Regions from separate parts of the Mus musculus genome. Here all the other regions are linked to region 5. Evidence: chromatin contacts called from public Hi-C, HiChIP or PLAC-seq and promoter capture Hi-C data. All regions are on one chromosome and are shown on one strand. Each heading gives the region's core, a stretch centred on a gene start, on an enhancer-like site or on the middle of the called end of the contact. The rest is flanking DNA. Distances are from core to core; before and after follow the strand shown.

The links. Promoter capture Hi-C pulls out the DNA fragments that hold promoters and counts their contacts. Hi-C and Micro-C count contacts between places; a contact is called where the count stands out from the background. HiChIP or PLAC-seq counts read pairs in DNA pulled down with a chosen protein or histone mark.
Region 1: a contact with region 5 is called in a Hi-C map of CD4 T cells, with 5 times the contacts expected there. The contact joins the promoter of Ago1 here to the promoter of Zc3h12a in region 5.
Region 2: an H3K27ac HiChIP or PLAC-seq map of bone marrow-derived dendritic cells shows a contact between it and region 5, with 5 times the contacts expected there. The contact joins the promoter of Map7d1 here to the promoter of Zc3h12a in region 5. A contact is called at or near these places in 8 of 39 promoter capture datasets (the 3T3-L1 cell line, 3T3-L1-derived adipocytes, cranial neural crest and 5 more), 1 of 15 datasets of contacts at CTCF or cohesin (large pre-B cells), 10 of 484 Hi-C or Micro-C datasets (B cells, the Ba/F3 cell line, the N1E-115 cell line and 6 more), 5 of 115 datasets of contacts at active chromatin or transcription factors (the NIH/3T3 cell line, bone marrow-derived dendritic cells, large pre-B cells and 2 more) and 1 of 9 other capture datasets (adipose tissue).
Region 3: a contact with region 5 is called in an H3K27ac HiChIP or PLAC-seq map of bone marrow-derived dendritic cells, with 6 times the contacts expected there. The contact joins the promoter of Thrap3 here to the promoter of Zc3h12a in region 5. A contact is called at or near these places in 2 of 39 promoter capture datasets (hippocampal neurons and pre-B cells), 3 of 484 Hi-C or Micro-C datasets (B cells and CD4 T cells) and 8 of 115 datasets of contacts at active chromatin or transcription factors (the 230-238 cell line, bone marrow-derived dendritic cells, double positive thymocytes and 5 more).
Region 4: a contact with region 5 is called in a promoter capture Hi-C map of embryonic stem cells, with 4 times the contacts expected there. The contact joins the promoter of Sh3d21 here to the promoter of Zc3h12a in region 5. A contact is called at or near these places in 3 of 39 promoter capture datasets (embryonic stem cells, hippocampal neurons and liver), 1 of 484 Hi-C or Micro-C datasets (the G1E-ER4 cell line), 2 of 115 datasets of contacts at active chromatin or transcription factors (large pre-B cells and pancreatic cancer cells) and 2 of 9 other capture datasets (embryonic stem cells and liver).

Annotation. Positions count from the first base shown.
Region 1 is chr4:126,466,909-126,469,960 of GRCm38.p6, reverse strand. Ago1 (argonaute RISC catalytic subunit 1) reads left to right here and starts at 1,378. Exons shown (of 19, transcript NM_153403.3): 1 at 1,378-1,564. The coding sequence starts at 1,540.
Region 2 is chr4:126,254,575-126,257,902 of GRCm38.p6, reverse strand. It overlaps Map7d1 (MAP7 domain containing 1), which reads left to right and starts at 1,584. Exons shown (of 18, transcript NM_001347198.1): 1 at 1,584-1,886. The coding sequence starts at 1,841.
Region 3 is chr4:126,200,959-126,204,197 of GRCm38.p6, reverse strand. Thrap3 (thyroid hormone receptor associated protein 3) reads left to right here and starts at 1,488. Exons shown (of 12, transcript NM_001356455.1): 1 at 1,488-1,628. Gm25323 (a small nuclear RNA gene) reads left to right here and starts at 2,921; the gene lies at 2,921-3,023.
Region 4 is chr4:126,161,941-126,164,839 of GRCm38.p6, reverse strand. Sh3d21 (SH3 domain containing 21) reads left to right here and starts at 1,499. Exons shown (of 16, transcript NM_001162533.1): 1 at 1,499-1,615; 2 at 1,717-1,874; 3 at 1,975-2,038; 4 at 2,269-2,387; 5 at 2,574-2,664; 6 at 2,817-2,872. The coding sequence starts at 1,612. Thrap3 (thyroid hormone receptor associated protein 3) reads left to right here. Exons shown (of 12, transcript NM_001356455.1): 12 at 1-758.
Region 5 is chr4:125,126,298-125,129,210 of GRCm38.p6, reverse strand. Zc3h12a (zinc finger CCCH type containing 12A) reads left to right here and starts at 1,330. Exons shown (of 6, transcript NM_153159.2): 1 at 1,330-1,444; 2 at 2,129-2,605. The coding sequence starts at 2,163.

The sequences.
Region 1 (3,052 bases), core at 129-2,628, 1.3 Mb before region 5:
TGTGTGTGTGTGTGTGTGTGCGTGCGTTTGTGTGTGTGTGTGTGTGTGTGTGTGTGTGTAAGTTACGTTTGAGCTGGGTCTCTCTGTAATTACCCCATCAGTGCAGCAGACCAAATGAGAAGGTTATGTGAGACGATCAAGGAATTAGCTGTGGTGCTTCTGGCAAGGTAAGAAAAGGGTACCCACACTAGAGACTATGAGAATGACAGGGAATGCTTTGAGAGCACTTCATAAGGTAAGCATGTCAAGACACAGTTGAATATAGCAAATAGACAAGGGAGACAGGAGCTGATATTTTTGGCATGGAGATGCAGTTCACTGAGACAGGACAAATATATGTATTTTGTAGGGGAAAAAGAAAGGGTTAGGTTTGGACTTAAGTTTGAATTGTTAGATCCAGCTGGAGCTGTCCAGCAGACAGTAGGAAATATGAAGCTGCAACATGGTAACGTATAGATATTTGGGCATTAAAAGTGGATGAAGCTGTGAAGAGGCAAGGGGAGAGTAGAATATAAAATTCAGGTCACTACAGTGAACAAAACAAGAGGAGCCACTGAAGAAAGCTCTTCAGGACAGACATTAGGAGACTTAAGAAAATGTGAAAGCCAAGGAAAGTCTTTTTTTTTTTTAATTTTTAAGAAGAGATATAGTTTCAGATGCTGCAGGGAAATAATAGGAAATTAGCCTTTGGGGTTTGACACAAAACGTCATTAAGAGATTTGGTAGGAGCAAACGTTCTGCAGACGAAAAAGTGGAGGCAGGTGCTTCCTGCAGATAGAGAGCTCTGTCAGTGTCAAAACTGTTACACCGGCCAGAATAGGCAAGGTTTCTAACACATTTGTGGTCTCAGCGCCAGGCACGCAGCCTGGAAGGGTGGGTGGCATTAATGAGATCAGCGACTAGGGACACAGAAAGACTGACTTAGCAGAGGCAGTCAAGACTTAAGGGTGAGGGTGATTGGGAGAGGTGGGAGGCAGGGCCTTTGAGTGATTGGGTGTTGGAGGGGGAGAGGGTCGGGGAATGGGTGGGAGCCAGGCTCTGTGTTGATAGCGGGGCTGTGGATAGGTTTCCAGAGATCTGTTTAGGGAAAAGACAGGGCCCCAGGCTGCAGCCGGGGAAGGGGTGTCGCCCAGCCCCTCCCCTCTTACGCCACTGCGCGGCTCCGCCACTGGAGCCCTCCCGCCAGGCTGCACGGCTACGAGTGGCCGCCAGAGGCCGCTGCACGGTCCCCGCGCCCCCGCCCCTCTCCATTGGCCTTTGTTGCCGTCGAGCGCCCCGCTTGACTCGTTCCCGTCCGCCCCATGGGCCCATCGGTCGCGCCTGCGCACTGGCAGCTACTCGGGCGCTAGCAGGGGGAGCTGCTGCAGGCTCCGCGGCGGCGGCAACGGAGGCTGCGGGGGCGACAGCGCGAGCGGCCGGGCTTCGGGGGGGAGCCGAGCCCGGCCCGGGAGCCCGAGCAGTGCAAGTGCGAGGTACCTAGGCCCCTCACGCTGGACTCCTCAGTCTCCCGGCCGCCTGTCCTCCGCACGGGTATATGGGATGGAAGCGGGACCCTCGGGAGCAGGTAAGGGCCCTCGGGGACTGGGAGCAGTGTGTATTCCAAAGCCCTATAGGCTCTCGCGGCATAGAGCATGGTTGCAGAGTGAGGAGAGGGGCTCTCAGGGGATGGGGGGCCCATTTTGAAGGGGGTTGTATGCAGTTCCGGCTGAGAACCATGTGAAGATCTGAGACCCGGGCTGTTTGTCCTAGGAAGCAGTATACTGTCCCGAGGGTGAGAAGTAACCTGGGAGAAGGGCCTGAATGCACGGTGTCCTTCCGTGAGGTCTGGGGAGGCCTATGGGGAGGCCCGGCAGGTGGCAGGGGGGCGGGCTCCAGGTGTCCTGGAGAGGAGGGGGGCGACACAGATGGGCCTGGAACTACCGCCTGTCGGGGGGCGGGGGCTCGGCCGTGCTGGGCTGGGCTAAGCTAATGTCTCTGGGGAGTAGGCGCCGGGGCTGGCCTCTGAGCTCCGCCCAGCTGGGCCTGAAGCGGGGGTGAGGGTCAGGGGGCGGTGGGTGGGGATTTAGACCAGGGATTTCCCCCCTTAGATTGGGGACTTGAGTGGTGGCGCGGGAGCATGCGCGGAGGTACCAGCCTGAAGGGCTGCCCTATGTGGTGGGGGCGTGGCTGTTGGAGTATCCCTCCTGTGCCCCTGGGTTTAGGAGGAGTGTGCAGTCTCGCAGATTCTGTTTGCGTAGTACAAATGGGAATTGCCTTCTGTCTTGGGGGAAGGGTGGGGGGCGGTCTCTGACACTTGGTCCTTAAACCCCGGAGTAGCAGTTTGTCAAAGAAAGGGTCGAGGTCAACTGCCAGAGTGCATTTTCTGCTGCATGAGGATGGACGGGGACCAAAGCCTTGCTTTATGAGCTACTTCTCTCAGAAGATAGGCCTTAGGAAAGTGTTGGTCACTGAGAAACTAGGCCCACATGTTTTTCAAGTTTCTAGACCACTCCTGAGAAGAGATGGGAGCTTTTAATCTGAAGATAGTGCCCTCCTTTTCCATGAATTGACTCTATATCACAATATAATCTCTCTATATACCTGTGCCTCCTGTTTCCTAGTGGATCTTTTCCCACGTCAGGAGCATGTCATTAGACTCAAAGCTGCCAAGCTTGTCTGCCTGATAGAAACAAGTTGTTAGGCAGACACACTGGTGGCGCACGCCTTTAATCCCAGCGCTGGGGAGGCAGAGGCAGGCAGATGAATGAATTCAAGGTCAGCCTTGTCTACAGAGCGAGTCCCAGGACAGTGTCTCCAAAAAACAAACAAACAAACAAACAAAAACAACAACAACAAAAAGAAAACCAAAGAGGGGAGAGAAGAGGGAGAGAGAGAAGAAAAAAGAAGCAAGATGTTGGGGGTGGGGCAGCATTGACCTGATAATAGCTCTAACTTACTTTTCCTATTTAGAGGATACACACACACACACACACAAGGAGGAACTGATCTGTAATGTGTACTGATTGTATTTTCCCAAACACAGATAGCCTTGTTAGGTAGAGTGTAAATCCTT
Region 2 (3,328 bases), core at 335-2,834, 1.1 Mb before region 5:
CCAGGAATCCAACTCAGATCATCAGGTTTGGCTGAAAGCACCTTTACCCACCAAGCTGTTTTTCCCCCTGAAGCCTGTCTTGAAAGTCTGATCCTCCAGCCTCCACCTTCCAAGTGCCGAGATTGCCGGCCTGTGCCATCACGCCTGTGCCATCACGCCTGCTTGATGTAGTGCTGGAAATCCGAGCCCAGGGCTTAGTGCACGCTAGGCAGCCACTGTGGGCTGCACTGCACCCCCACATCACTACTGCTGTTTATCAACTTTAGAGTTTCAGGAGACGTGTCACTCTCGTTGCTGGCCTTTAGCACCATCCTTTTCTAAAGTCACTCAGCCTCCACCTCGGGCGAATCTTCCCTCCCCCCTCCCCCCAGGGTTCAAAGCGCCAGTTACTTACTACTGGGATAGAAACTGCTGCTAGGTTGCCTGAAACTTCTCCCTTTCCCTGAATCGTACTCCCTGCCCTCTCCCTTGGAATGACTGTTCTGTGGAGGTGCTCTAAGGAAGGAGGGTCCAGTGGTTAGGAAGGGGAAGGAGAGACAGGGAGACAGTGCCTCCCTGGCCCTAATCTGTGGACAACTAGAGAAATGACCTCCAGGTCAGGACAAAGAGCAGGGCTAGGATAGGCAGAGCCCAGCGGCCCCTCCTTCCTCCCTCCAGTCTGGTCCTCTCTGCACCAGTACCTCTACTATCGATCCACCTTCCCAGCAAGCTCCCTGCACCCTGTCCGAAGCCAAGCCCGACTTGGCTCGAAGCCCTCACCTCAGCGGGCGGGCATTGAAACAGGAGATAGGAGAGCCCACTCCAGAGCCCCGAGTATTTTCGGGGAGGAGGGTGAAGTGAGGCTTACTACTCTTTATCGCGACGAGCCGTAGGAAAGAAAAATCCTTCTGGAGAGATGTGGGGGCGGGGGATGGGGGTCTTCTGATGAAGGTAGGGGAGGCTCTAGGCTAGGACCACCCAGTTTGGATCAGGGAGGGCCCCAGCAGATTAGAGACCTGAGTAAAGCGCCTTACAGGGTTGTAATTACTCCCAGAGAAACAGAGAAGACACCAACCCTAGGGTGCAAGAGGAAAAGCGCCTTCGCAGCCATCACCAGAAAAGAGAAAGGATAGCCCTTTTAGGAGTCTCCATGAGACCGTTCTTCAGGCGTTGCAACGCCCCCCCCCCAATAAAGATTTTTGTCTGAGGCAGGCTTGGGAGAGAATTTAGACTGCACGCTAGAGCCTCCAGCATCCAGAGAGAGAATAGGGGATCCTAACCCAGCACCCCACTCCCCTAGTCCCAGCGGCCGGTGAGTCACCCGAGAGCTCCCTACATAGTCTTCAGGCGCGCGGCACGTACCAACGCGCGGCCGCAGGGGGAGTCAGTGTGGCCAGCAGCGTGCCCCCAGCTCGGCGTCCGCCCTGCGGCGACCACAGAAGGAGCATCGTGAAGTTCCGGGAGCTGCATCGCAGGGCGGTGTCGGAGCCCTCTGGTTGTGCCCGTGGTGGCTCCGTACTCCATCACTGCGGGGGCGGTCATCCCCCGCGCACTTGGTACATTCGGAGAGGCCAGGCCCAGCCCGGGCGGTACAATAGGGTTGGGCCGCGACCAGGACTGGGCCGGCGCGGGGCAAAGGAGCAGAATCGCGGTCGCGGAGGACCGACCTCGGGTAGCTGGCTACTCAGAGCTTCGTTAGCCACCGGCCTCTACCTCTCCCACTCGGAACGCCGCCGCCTCTGGGTCTTTGCCCGCTGGGCGGGCCGGGCGGGATGCGCCGCGGGACCCTGGTCCTGGCCTCCGGCCGTCGCCGCCGTCGCGGCTGAGACCCTCCCCCAAAACCTCCAGTGACGCCGCAGCCATGGAGAGTGGCCCGCGTGTGGAGCCCGGCCCGGGCGCACCCGCAGGTAAGCCGGGAGCCACACAAGAGCGAGCCCGGAGGGGGACCGAGTAGCCGCAGGGCGGCCGAGGATGAGGCTGGCGGCTGGGCGGGGACCCCTCCCCCCCGCGCCCTCTGACCACTTAGAAGTTTAAAAATAAAGGCTGTGGCCGCTGCCGAGGCTCCGGGCCACGGACGCATCTTCTGACAGCTGCCTCCTCCCCCCAACCTCCGCGCCGGGAAGCACGGGGCATCGGGATCCGTGGGAACCCGGCTAGGGATTCGATGGGGTGACCCTTCTGCCGCAGCCTGGTGCTATCCTCTCGTCCCCACCCCCACTCTCCTTCGAGATCCACCCCAGACTCTGAAGATCCTCTTTTACTGAGCTGGAGCTACTGTCTTCTCCATCCTCCGCGGGCACGTGTGACCTTAGTCTTAATATGTGTGTTAGGGTACCAGATTCTCAGGTCTGGAACTATGCATACCGAAGCTAGGCCCTCGTACCCCCACGCCCAGGCCCTGGCCCAGACCTCGCCCCCACCCCATCCGTCCAGCTGCCGCGCAAAGGGCCTGTTGCTGTTGTGGGCCGACCAGGAGGGGAGGGAGACGAGGGGGAGGTCTTTAGCGGTGGCTGCCAAGTAACCCGCCGGATAAAGGCGAGGGGGAGGGGGAGGCGGTATTGTTTGGGGCGCGGGTGGGAGCTGGGGAGTGGGCCGCCTTCCCAAAAGCCAGGCCTACTTCAGAGCCCACCCAGTCTGATTTGGGACAGGAGTGACAGAGGTCTGCCGGCACCACGTCACTTCTTTGGGCCGGACTCTGTAGAATGAGGTGACCGCTCAAGGATGGCACTCCCTACATGCCACATCATTCCCTCAGACTGAGGGTTTTTGGATGCTTTACACACACACACACACACACACACACACACAGAGTCTCAATGCCCTAGACCACCAAAGCTCTCCTTTCCACCCCTCACCCCACCAACCACCAGTGTTCTGGACTTCTGCAAACCCCATTCTATCTGGGAGCAGCTGACGAGGGGGTGGGGACAGAATTCTGGTTGGGCCCCGTGTTGGAGGGAGGACTCTTTCTTCCTGGAAGGGGAGGGAAAAGCTTGATTACTGAGGACCCAAGTCCTGATCCACTCACACAGTCATCCCCACATTTCCAGAGAGTTCCCAGCCTAATCCTGTCACCTCCCTGCCCCCTGGGGTGTGGAGCCCCGGATTGAGAGCATCTATAGGGGTGGAGAGCACCCAGGATGAGGTGGGGGCTGCTTGGCTGTGGGTGGGCTCCTCCCTGTGTCTTCGTGGTGCTTGGTGGGGATCTATGACATGTAGGTGGAGATTGGTGGGCTTCTGGAGGTTTACAGACTGTGCTGGCAACGAGGGTGGTCCAGTTTGTCTTGGTTCCACGGAGCCTGAGAGGGGACACCTAGGGAGGCCCAGCCTGGTCTAGCCATCTGCTTAC
Region 3 (3,239 bases), core at 239-2,738, 1.1 Mb before region 5:
GAAAAGCCCCGCCTCCGAATAAATCCTATATATATAACCCCTGTCCTTCGTTCACTTGCCAGGAGCAGAAACAGCCACTACTCTTCGAGTCTTTGTTCTGTACCCCAAACCCTCCCAATAAATCTGCTTTATGAGATTTGCTGCCTGGTATGGCTTTCTCATTGGAAGAAGCTAAGAAGAAAAGAAGCCATGAAGAGAAGAAGAGAAGAAAGATCAGGGCTGAGGCTCCCGAGCTGCAATGCCTCTGCTGAAGAGGCTTCCTCTCAGAGCGTAGCGGTTCCTGGGCCTTCCGAATCCCTGGATACCCTTCCTTCCATCTGAACAGGAACAGTTTCAATAGCTACAGCAGTACAGTAGCTCGTAAATGCATGACAGAAAAGGTGACGTTTGAACGCTTACATGTGCAGGATTCACTAAGGCAAGCAAGTGCAGAGAAAACCAAACTGCTCTAAAAAACCTTAGTGACCATGTGAGAAACAGCCTCGTAGTGACTTAACATCTGTAAGCTCAGCAGTCATGAATGAGGCTGAGACGAAAAGGCTGCCTTGAGTTTAGGGGACGGCCTGTGCTACCCGGTGATTTCCAGGACAGCTTGGCATACAACGGGAGATTCTGTTCTAAAAATTAAAGTTAACAAAAAACAAAAAAAAACAAAAAACAAAAACCAAGGAGAAAACACAAATCCCAGGGTTTCACTTTCCAGGACATTTGTGGTTCCACAGGTACTAATATACTTCCTGGGCCCATGTTCTTAAAAAACTTCTCTGGGCCAAGTTTGAGGCCAGCCTGCTCTACCTAGAGTATTTCAGTATACCGAGAACCCTGTCTAGAATCCCCGCTCCCCATGAAAAAAATCCCCAAACTAAAAACCTCTTTGGGCTCTTATTGCCATTAAATGGGACAGGAGGTGGCTGTAGGAGAGACCGAGATCCAACGGACTTCTGGGTCCCCTGAGATCACACTATCAAAACAACTCTTCTCCATTTTGCGTTGCGTTTTCTGGGTTCCGGGTGATCAAGTGCCTTCCTTTGTCGGGGACCTCCCAACAACTCTGTGAGGTACAAATTATGAGCCTCACTTTATACAACGATCTGTTCAAGGTCAGAAAGCAGGGGAAGGGTAAGGCACAGAACGAATGCCAAGAGGCCTGATGGCCACCAAACTAGAGACTTTCCGGGGACGTAAGCAGAAGACGAGTGGGTGGGGCTCGGGCCCTCCCTCAGTCCCCCGGAGAGGCCTCTCCAAAATGGTGGGGGCAGTGGCGTCAGCAACGCCCGGGCCCCTTCCGTCCACCTCCCTCCCTCTTCCTCAGGCCACCCAGGCGGGAGCGGGGGGAGGGGGGAACGGAGGCGCAACGCAGTCGCCCACGTGACCGCCGATCTTCGGGCGCGTGACGCAAAGCGGCGGGCCCAACGCTCGCTCTGCCTTGTGGGAAATAGAGTTCGAGAGGACGTCCGGTGAGTCAGGAGAGAGAAACCTAGGACTACATTTCCCAGGAGGTAGCGGAGCGAGGCGGTAGCCGCCGTCGTCGGAGAGCGGGGACGCGGGGCGCGCTAGCGGGCGGGGGCGAGCTTCGGGCCGGTTGTGCCGTTGCGAGATTGCAGCTGTAGTCGCTCCGGCCGGTCAAGGTGAGTGGACGCAGTTGATGGGAGTGAGGACAGCTCAGCTAATCTCTGTGTGTTGGGGTTTTCCTCTTTTCTGGGCGCCGGCTGGGCCCCGGCGAGGGTTAGGCCTAGCGTGCGGCGGCTTCCTCCACGCTCGGCCCGGGCCTGCTCCGAGCGGGCCCTGCTCCATCGGCTCCTCCCCCTCCCCGCCCTTCTCCGCTTCCCTCCGCTCCGGCCTAGTTCTCCGGGCTCCGGCCGCCTTCTCTCTGAAACAGCTTGCACACTTCTGTGCACTGTGCGGGAACGACGGCTTCCACCAACTCCATCTCCCCCCCGCCCCCCAAATCCTGTTTTACGAACCTCGTTATTTGAATTTTTTTTTTCCGGGAACTCTTGCACGCCCTTCCCCCACCAGTCTCCATTGGCCTGGTTCTGTCTTCTAGGGCCCATGTGGCTGCTAGCACACTAAATGTTAGTACTTCTTCTGTGTTTGTTTTTTTTTTAAACTTGTTTGTTCTTTTGTTTTGTTTTCTTCCTCTCTTGGCCAAAAGAGGCCTATTCCAAGTTTATTTCCTATCGGAAAAATAGTTCCCACTTTCTTCCTTTGGTTGCAAGTGAGGCCGACTTGCGTTCCTTCGGTGATTGGCGTGTGCCCTGCTGGTGAGAAGCAGTTGTGTCCCACACTTAAACAACTTTTCTCTTATTTTCTTTGCTCTTGTGATTCTTAATGGGTGGAGCGTGGCGGCGGTAGTTGGCGGCAACATTGGTGGCCCAGAAGTTGGAAGCCATCGGTGAGAGTCCTATGTTAACGAGGAGCTTGCTAATTGGATAGAAACAATATGGCAAGGACGTTATAGGACAGAGCCAAGAAAGACGGCTTTATCAGCTTTTGCGTTTAAATTTCAGTTTTTACTTTAACGTACTTAAGTTTTTTTGTTTTTTTTTTTCTTTTTCTAAAATGGCAGTGCACAACCCTGGCTACCTTTAGTGTAAATATTCAACGAAATTCACTGACGGTTAACCCCTTGTTACCGGGTATGGGAGTTTTCGATTGTGGGTCCTAAGTCGAAAGGCATGTATCCAACTGTCTTTTTTCAGATCTTTCCTAGTTTTGTTTGTGGAAATACTGTCCGTGTGTAGTCAATCCTATTATTTAGACAGCTTAGGTGTATATATTATTCTGTATAAATGTTAAAGACGGCTGGTGCCTTGAAACTTGTGGAGAAAAGTTGGTCTTTGTAGTTTTTAGTTAATTTGCAGATGTGTATCTTGAATTAATATTAGTACTTAGTGAATCAAAAAGTAATGCAGCGAGCTTGCTTTGGCAGCACACATACTAAAATTGGAACGATACAGAGAAGATTAGCAATGGCCCCTGCGCAAATGCAGCTATTTTGGCATGATTGCTTTTTTTTTTTTTTTTTTTTTTAATTTTTGTTTTGCCTAAGACAAGGTCCAGGCTGGCCTCTGAACTCTGTATGTAGCTGATACTGGCCTTGAACTCTTGAGCCTCCTACCTCTACCTTAGAGCGGCTTTTGCCCCTACACCCAACTTGTTTTTGTGTGTGTTGTTTTGTTTTTTGAAGACAGGGTCTTACTGTGTATCTCTGGTTGACCCAAGATTCCAGCCTCCCA
Region 4 (2,899 bases), core at 250-2,749, 1.0 Mb before region 5:
CTTGGATCTTGTACAAACCGGTTTTGTATGTTGAGGAGGAGTTTAAGGCCTTTCTGACCACCTCGTGTTCCCCTTTCTACACAGCCATGTATCCCGTGGAGTTGCTCCCAGCCTCCCCATGCACCCTGCTCTGTCTCATTTCTCCTGGGCTGGGCTTCCCATTCTCCACCAGCAGCTCCAGTGTCCCAACCTTTGTAGTCCTGCTGGTCTTCAGCAAGAGGAGTGGAAACTGGAGGGCAGTTTCTGGACGGTTTTCTAAGAAACTTCTGAATTCTATTATCTTTACAAATACAAGATGAGAAAATAATTTTTTCAATATTTTTTATTAATCTTTTTATAAAATGAAAAGAAACGCCTATGATTAAGGATGGTGGTTATGGCTGGGTGGTCTGTGGGGTTGTGTGTTTTTGGGTTTTTCCTTTTTTTTTTCTCTTTAACCTTACGTTTTGGGTTGAAACATTTTCAGATGTTGGGGGGCATCCTCATTAAAGGGTCCTTGTGCTTGCCTTCCGGGGCAGCGGTCCCCAGCAGGTGAACCGCTGCCTGCGCGCATCTGTTGGACGCCGACTGCACCCTCCTCCCTCCCCAGCCTTCGCTCTTGGGTTGTTGTGCATACTTCCCTTTACTTTGCTAATTTCAATAGTTATGTTGGTTTTACTTGAATGATTCATGTTTAGGGGAGAACAAAAAAACACCCTTAAATTTTTGTTTCAACTCCTCCTGCAAATAAAAACAATAAATGAAGTGGCAGATGTAAACGGACTGTGTTTGTTGCTTGTGTGAGTGACCCTGGGTTAATAGGTCCCATAGAATATACCATAGTTTTCGTCTCTGGGAAGAAGGACTTCTTGTTCTCAGTGGAGGCTGTGCATTCTGTGTTTTTGACTCCTCCAAGAACCAAACCTAGCTACCATGCCAGAAGTCAGGACTTTGGCTTCCTTGGTGCTGGGGCAGGGGTCAAGGCTGCAGTGAGCTGGCTCGGCCTTTATATGTTAACCCACAAGGAAGAGGTGAGCCTAGCCCAACTGGTAAACTGGGTGGACCCTAACCTTCAGACTCTTGCCAGCCCTTATTAAAAGTTGATTCTTGCTGCCTTTCCCCAAGGAGAATCTGCAGTAGTTATCAGAAATCCAACTAGGCCCCCAAGTGAGTCGAAGCTTCAGGGGGGGTTGAAGTTTGGAATATACCCGCCATAGCTTTTCAGAGACAGGAGCTAGTATCTCTATCTGGGGCCACTTTCCCAGGAATGGCCCCACCCTGGTATGTACCTCTTCCACCTTCCCCTGCAGCTAAGAACTTGCAAGCCAGAAGAGGGTGGGCCAGGAAATGTTATAAAAGACATAGAGTCTGGCCTAGGTTGGGAGACTTGGCTAAAGTAGAGCTCTTGGGGAAGCTGTTACCCCAGCCCTGGGCTGAGACCCTGGACTCCTCCTTCAAGAATTGGGGCCCAACCTGCTGAGCCAGGCCGCCCACTCCTACTACCTGGATCCTGACCTATGACTCGAGTCTCCGCCTCATCCACATCCAGTCTACCGCCTGGCGGCTTCGCCCGCCCTCCGAGCACCCAATGCCCAGCCTGACGGTCAGGCTGCGCAGGGAGCCCCAGAAGTCATGGGTATGTGTGTGGGGGTTCGGGGTGGGTTCTTCTAAACACTTTCCGAAGGGCAAAGTCCACGGACGTCCCCACAGCCTTTCTTAGCTCGCTTCCGCCCGTAGAGGTCCTGGTCCTGGCCAGATACCGAGCGCAGACGGAGGACGAGCTGAGTCTGGCTCCGGGGGACGTGATCCGGCAGGTGTGCGCGGGGCCCGCTCGGGGCTGGCTGCTTGGGGAGTTGCGGGGCCGCCGCGGTCGCTTCCCCAAGCGCCTGGTGCAGGTGAGGCCTGGTACGGGTATGGCTGCGCGGGGGAGCAGGAGCGGCCCTGGCCTCAGCCTCGGGCCTTGTGCCTAGTGCCGCCCCTATGTGATTTTCCCAGGAGATTCCGGAGGCCCTGCGGGGCGTCACCGAGTCCAGACCGCGCTTTCCGCGCCGTAGTCGCCGTGAGTCGGGCGCTGGGCCGGCGGGTGGGGCCTCACTGCCCGCGTGGAACATGACGGCTGTGGGTGGGGCACCCGCGGCTATTTTGCAGCCCCCTGATTGGCTTGAAGTACAATGCTCCGCTCGAGGGCGGGGCCTGAAGCTACTAAAGGGAGTTCTGGGGTCCAACTCTTCCCCAGTGCTGCAGACGGGGCTCCCTGCTCAGAGCTGCTTCCCTGCTTGTCTGGCCTAGGTCACCCCATCAACTCTCGGGACCCCCAAAGATGGTGCAGAGTGAACTTCAACTACAGCCCAGAGCAGGCAGACGAGCTGACGCTTCAAACTGGGGAGATTTTGGAAGTGATAAAGGAGGTGAGGGGTCCTGGGGGCACTTGGGGAGATGCTGCAGCTATTCACACAGAAGAAAGTGAAGTAAGGGTGGGGGCGATGGGAAGGGAGGCAGCTGGGGAGGATGTAGTCCTTGGGTAGAACCAAGGATGGACACCTCAGTTACTCTTGGACAGAACCAGATGCTCCCGCATCCTTCCCCTTCCCCAGATTGAGGACGGCTGGTGGCTGGGAGAGAAGAACGGGCAGTTGGGAGCCTTCCCATCCAACTTTGTGGAATTGCTGGACAGTGGGCCCCCAAGTGAGACCGTGACCCTGTGATCCCCTGGGACCAGACTCAGCAATCTTCAGCGATCTTCCCAGTGACCCTCCTGACCTCGTGACCCCTTTGGCCCCCTCCCTTGACCTAGCTAAATTAGCACCTCCCTAACACCATCGATTCTTCTTCTGCAGGCCTTGGAAATACAGACATACCGCCAATTACCCCAAATTCACAGAGGCCTCCTAAGGTAAATTGGGTCATGGTGGGCACAGCC
Region 5 (2,913 bases), core at 81-2,580:
ATTTGCTTAGACAGGTGAGATATGACTGAAGTATTGACACACAGTAATTAATTCTTACTTTTGAGTGTTTTGGCTTCCTGAGCCTCAGTTTCCCTATATGCAAGCATGCTGGTGACATAATAGACTTTGTCTTCCTGTGTGCAGGTCCTGGGTTCCCTTTCTCCCTCTCCTGGGCACCTCTCTCTTCTCTAGCACACACACATGCATTCGTGCATGCATGCAGGCACACTGACAGCCAGGCTCCCTTCCCTCTGCCCTGAGTCACTAGTGTCCCCCAGAATGCTCATAGTGGTCCCTGGTGCTACAGAGTGGGAGCTCCTATTTTTTTTTTCCAAGACAGGGTTTCTCTGTGTAGCCCTGGCTGTCCTGGAACTCACTCTGTAGACCAGACTGGCCTTGAACTCAGAAATCCTCCTGCCTCTGCCTCCCAAGTGCTGGGATTAAAGGTGTGCGCCACCACACCCAGCTGGGACCTCCTATCTTGATCTACATGGCTGAGGCCCTTCAGCTTTTTCCTGCATTTCTCAGAGGTAAATGGAGCAAGCATGATAACTCACACCTATAACCTCAGCACACAGGATCCTGATGGATGGGGCCACTGGGCTGTTTGAGGCCGGCATGGGTTACATAGCTTGACCTTGTGTCAGAAAGAACAACAAAAGCCAAAGAAAACAGAAGGTCCCTGAGCACAAGGATCTGTCCAATATCTAAGCCCCAGGATGATAATGTACAGGGCTGTGCTCGACTGAGGGATCTTGACCTCTTGAGGATAAGGGACAAGATGAGTTTTTGCAGTCTGCTTGATAGCATTCTTCACGGACTCTCCCATGGCGATTGGTGTCAATGTCCCTCCTTTTCCTGGCATTTCCTCCACCACTATGCAACTTGTGGTGGTGGAGCCCTCCTGTCTTGGGAAGGTATTTACTTCAAGAAAAGTGTCCCTGGTCCTGAGTGTGACTCTATCGCTGAACAGGCTTCAGTTCACAACCTATGTGACTGAACTGGAGTGGCCGGATCTCTGCCGGCTGTGGCCTCAACTTGTGCAACTAGAAACCTGGACCAAGCCGGTGGACGTGTCAAGTTGTTGAAGTGAACCTGCGAGGCCGTTCTATTCCGGTTTTGCATGGTGCACGGAACCTGCTTCTGCAGAGCCGGCGTTAAGCAGTCGGGTGGTACAAGCCTGGAGCCGCCCAGACTTCGTGTGGCCAGGGGCGTGGCTAGAGATGCTGGGGCGGGACTTGTTCAGAAACGGGGCGGAGCCGGCTCCGACCTACCGTGGGGCGGGGCAGGAGGGAGGCGGAGCAGGAAGGGGCGGCGGCCCTGCCCGGCTTCCGCGTCATTGCCCTTAAAGCACCTGCCCGCCTGTCGCGGCTACGAAGGTGCCGTCAGAGCCCGAGACTCGGCTCCATGGACACCTTACAGACGACGTCCGGCGCTCAGCGGGGTGAGTGCTACCGGGTGGAACGGGTGCTGCGCTGCGTTGGGTCTGACTCCGGGAGGGTCGCGCGCGGGCAGTGTCTCCATCGCTGGGACCCCGCTGAGTTCACCCTGGTGCGTGGAACGGGGTGTCTTGGGGCACCCGGCGTTCTCCGGGCTCTAGCCAGGACCTCCTCGCGTCACCGGGCCCGGTAGCCAACCAGAGTCGCCCAGCAACTTTTCTCTCCGTGGGTCACCCCGGAAACTTGTCCTTCCCAGAATAGAACTCTGTCCCTGAGCCGAAGTATGAGACTCGGAGACGAAGGCGGTGGCCACAATGGGGAAGCCCCTGGGTCCCCTGCGCACTTCCAGCCCCAGTTTCCTTCTGAGAGCCCCGCCCCTGCCTCTTGGGTCCCTTGGGTTGGCATGGAACAGAACGGGGTTTGGGGGTGGAGTCAGACCAAGTTCAAATGTTTGTATCACAAACTTTGAGTTGATGATCTTGAGTAAACGCTTACTGCCTGTGCCTCGGTCTCCCTCTTGTAAAAATAACTAATGCTGAGAGCTCTTTGAGAGCACAGCGTGGGCTGACACGTGAGAATGGCTTTGAATAGCGTCTTCTCAGTTCGTGTTGCCCCATTCTGTGGAAGAGAGTCTGAAAGAGACCTATATTGGGCATTGCTTGCCCTTAACCCTGTGGTCTGGTCAATAGGAGCTGTGATGGACACATTCCAAGAATGTGAAATATGAGTGACCCTTGTGGAACGAAGCCTGTCCAAGAATCCAACCCCACCATGAGTCTGTGGAGTCTTGAGGACAGACACAGCAGCCAGGGTCGACCTCAGCCAGACCAGGATCCTGTGGCTAAAGAGGCCCCTACTTCCGAGCTGCAGATGAAGGTGGACTTTTTCCGTAAACTGGGGTACTCGTCCTCTGAGATCCACAGTGTCCTGCAGAAGCTGGGAGTCCAAGCAGACACCAACACGGTGCTAGGGGAATTGGTGAAGCATGGCTCAGCTACTGAACGAGAATGCCAGGCCCTGACGGCCCCCAGCCCCCAGCCCCCTCTGGTGCCCCGGGGTGGAAGCACCCCCAAGCCTTCCACTCTAGAACCCTCACTCCCAGAGGAGGACAGAGAGGGCAGCGACCTGAGACCTGTGGTCATCGACGGAAGCAATGTGGCCATGAGGTATGTGTGGAGACCTGTGGAATAGTGTCTGTAGCTCTTCCTTTGGGAAGGGGGCTTGGCTTTTCTCTTGGACTGGTGAAGGAACACAAAAGCTGTCTGTGAGATCCCACCATGTGCCAGAAGGAACCCCTTAAGCCTTAAAGACTTCCTCAGGGCTGTTTCTCCAATGCTATAAGAAGGAAAACAGCTCAAATCCTTGCCAAGAGTCACACTTCTTGATAAATGAGAAGCAAAGATTCAAACCCAGCCTTCTTTGCCTGGAGTGTACCTTGTGCCATGGTCTATCCTTGCCTACGGCATGAGGCAGG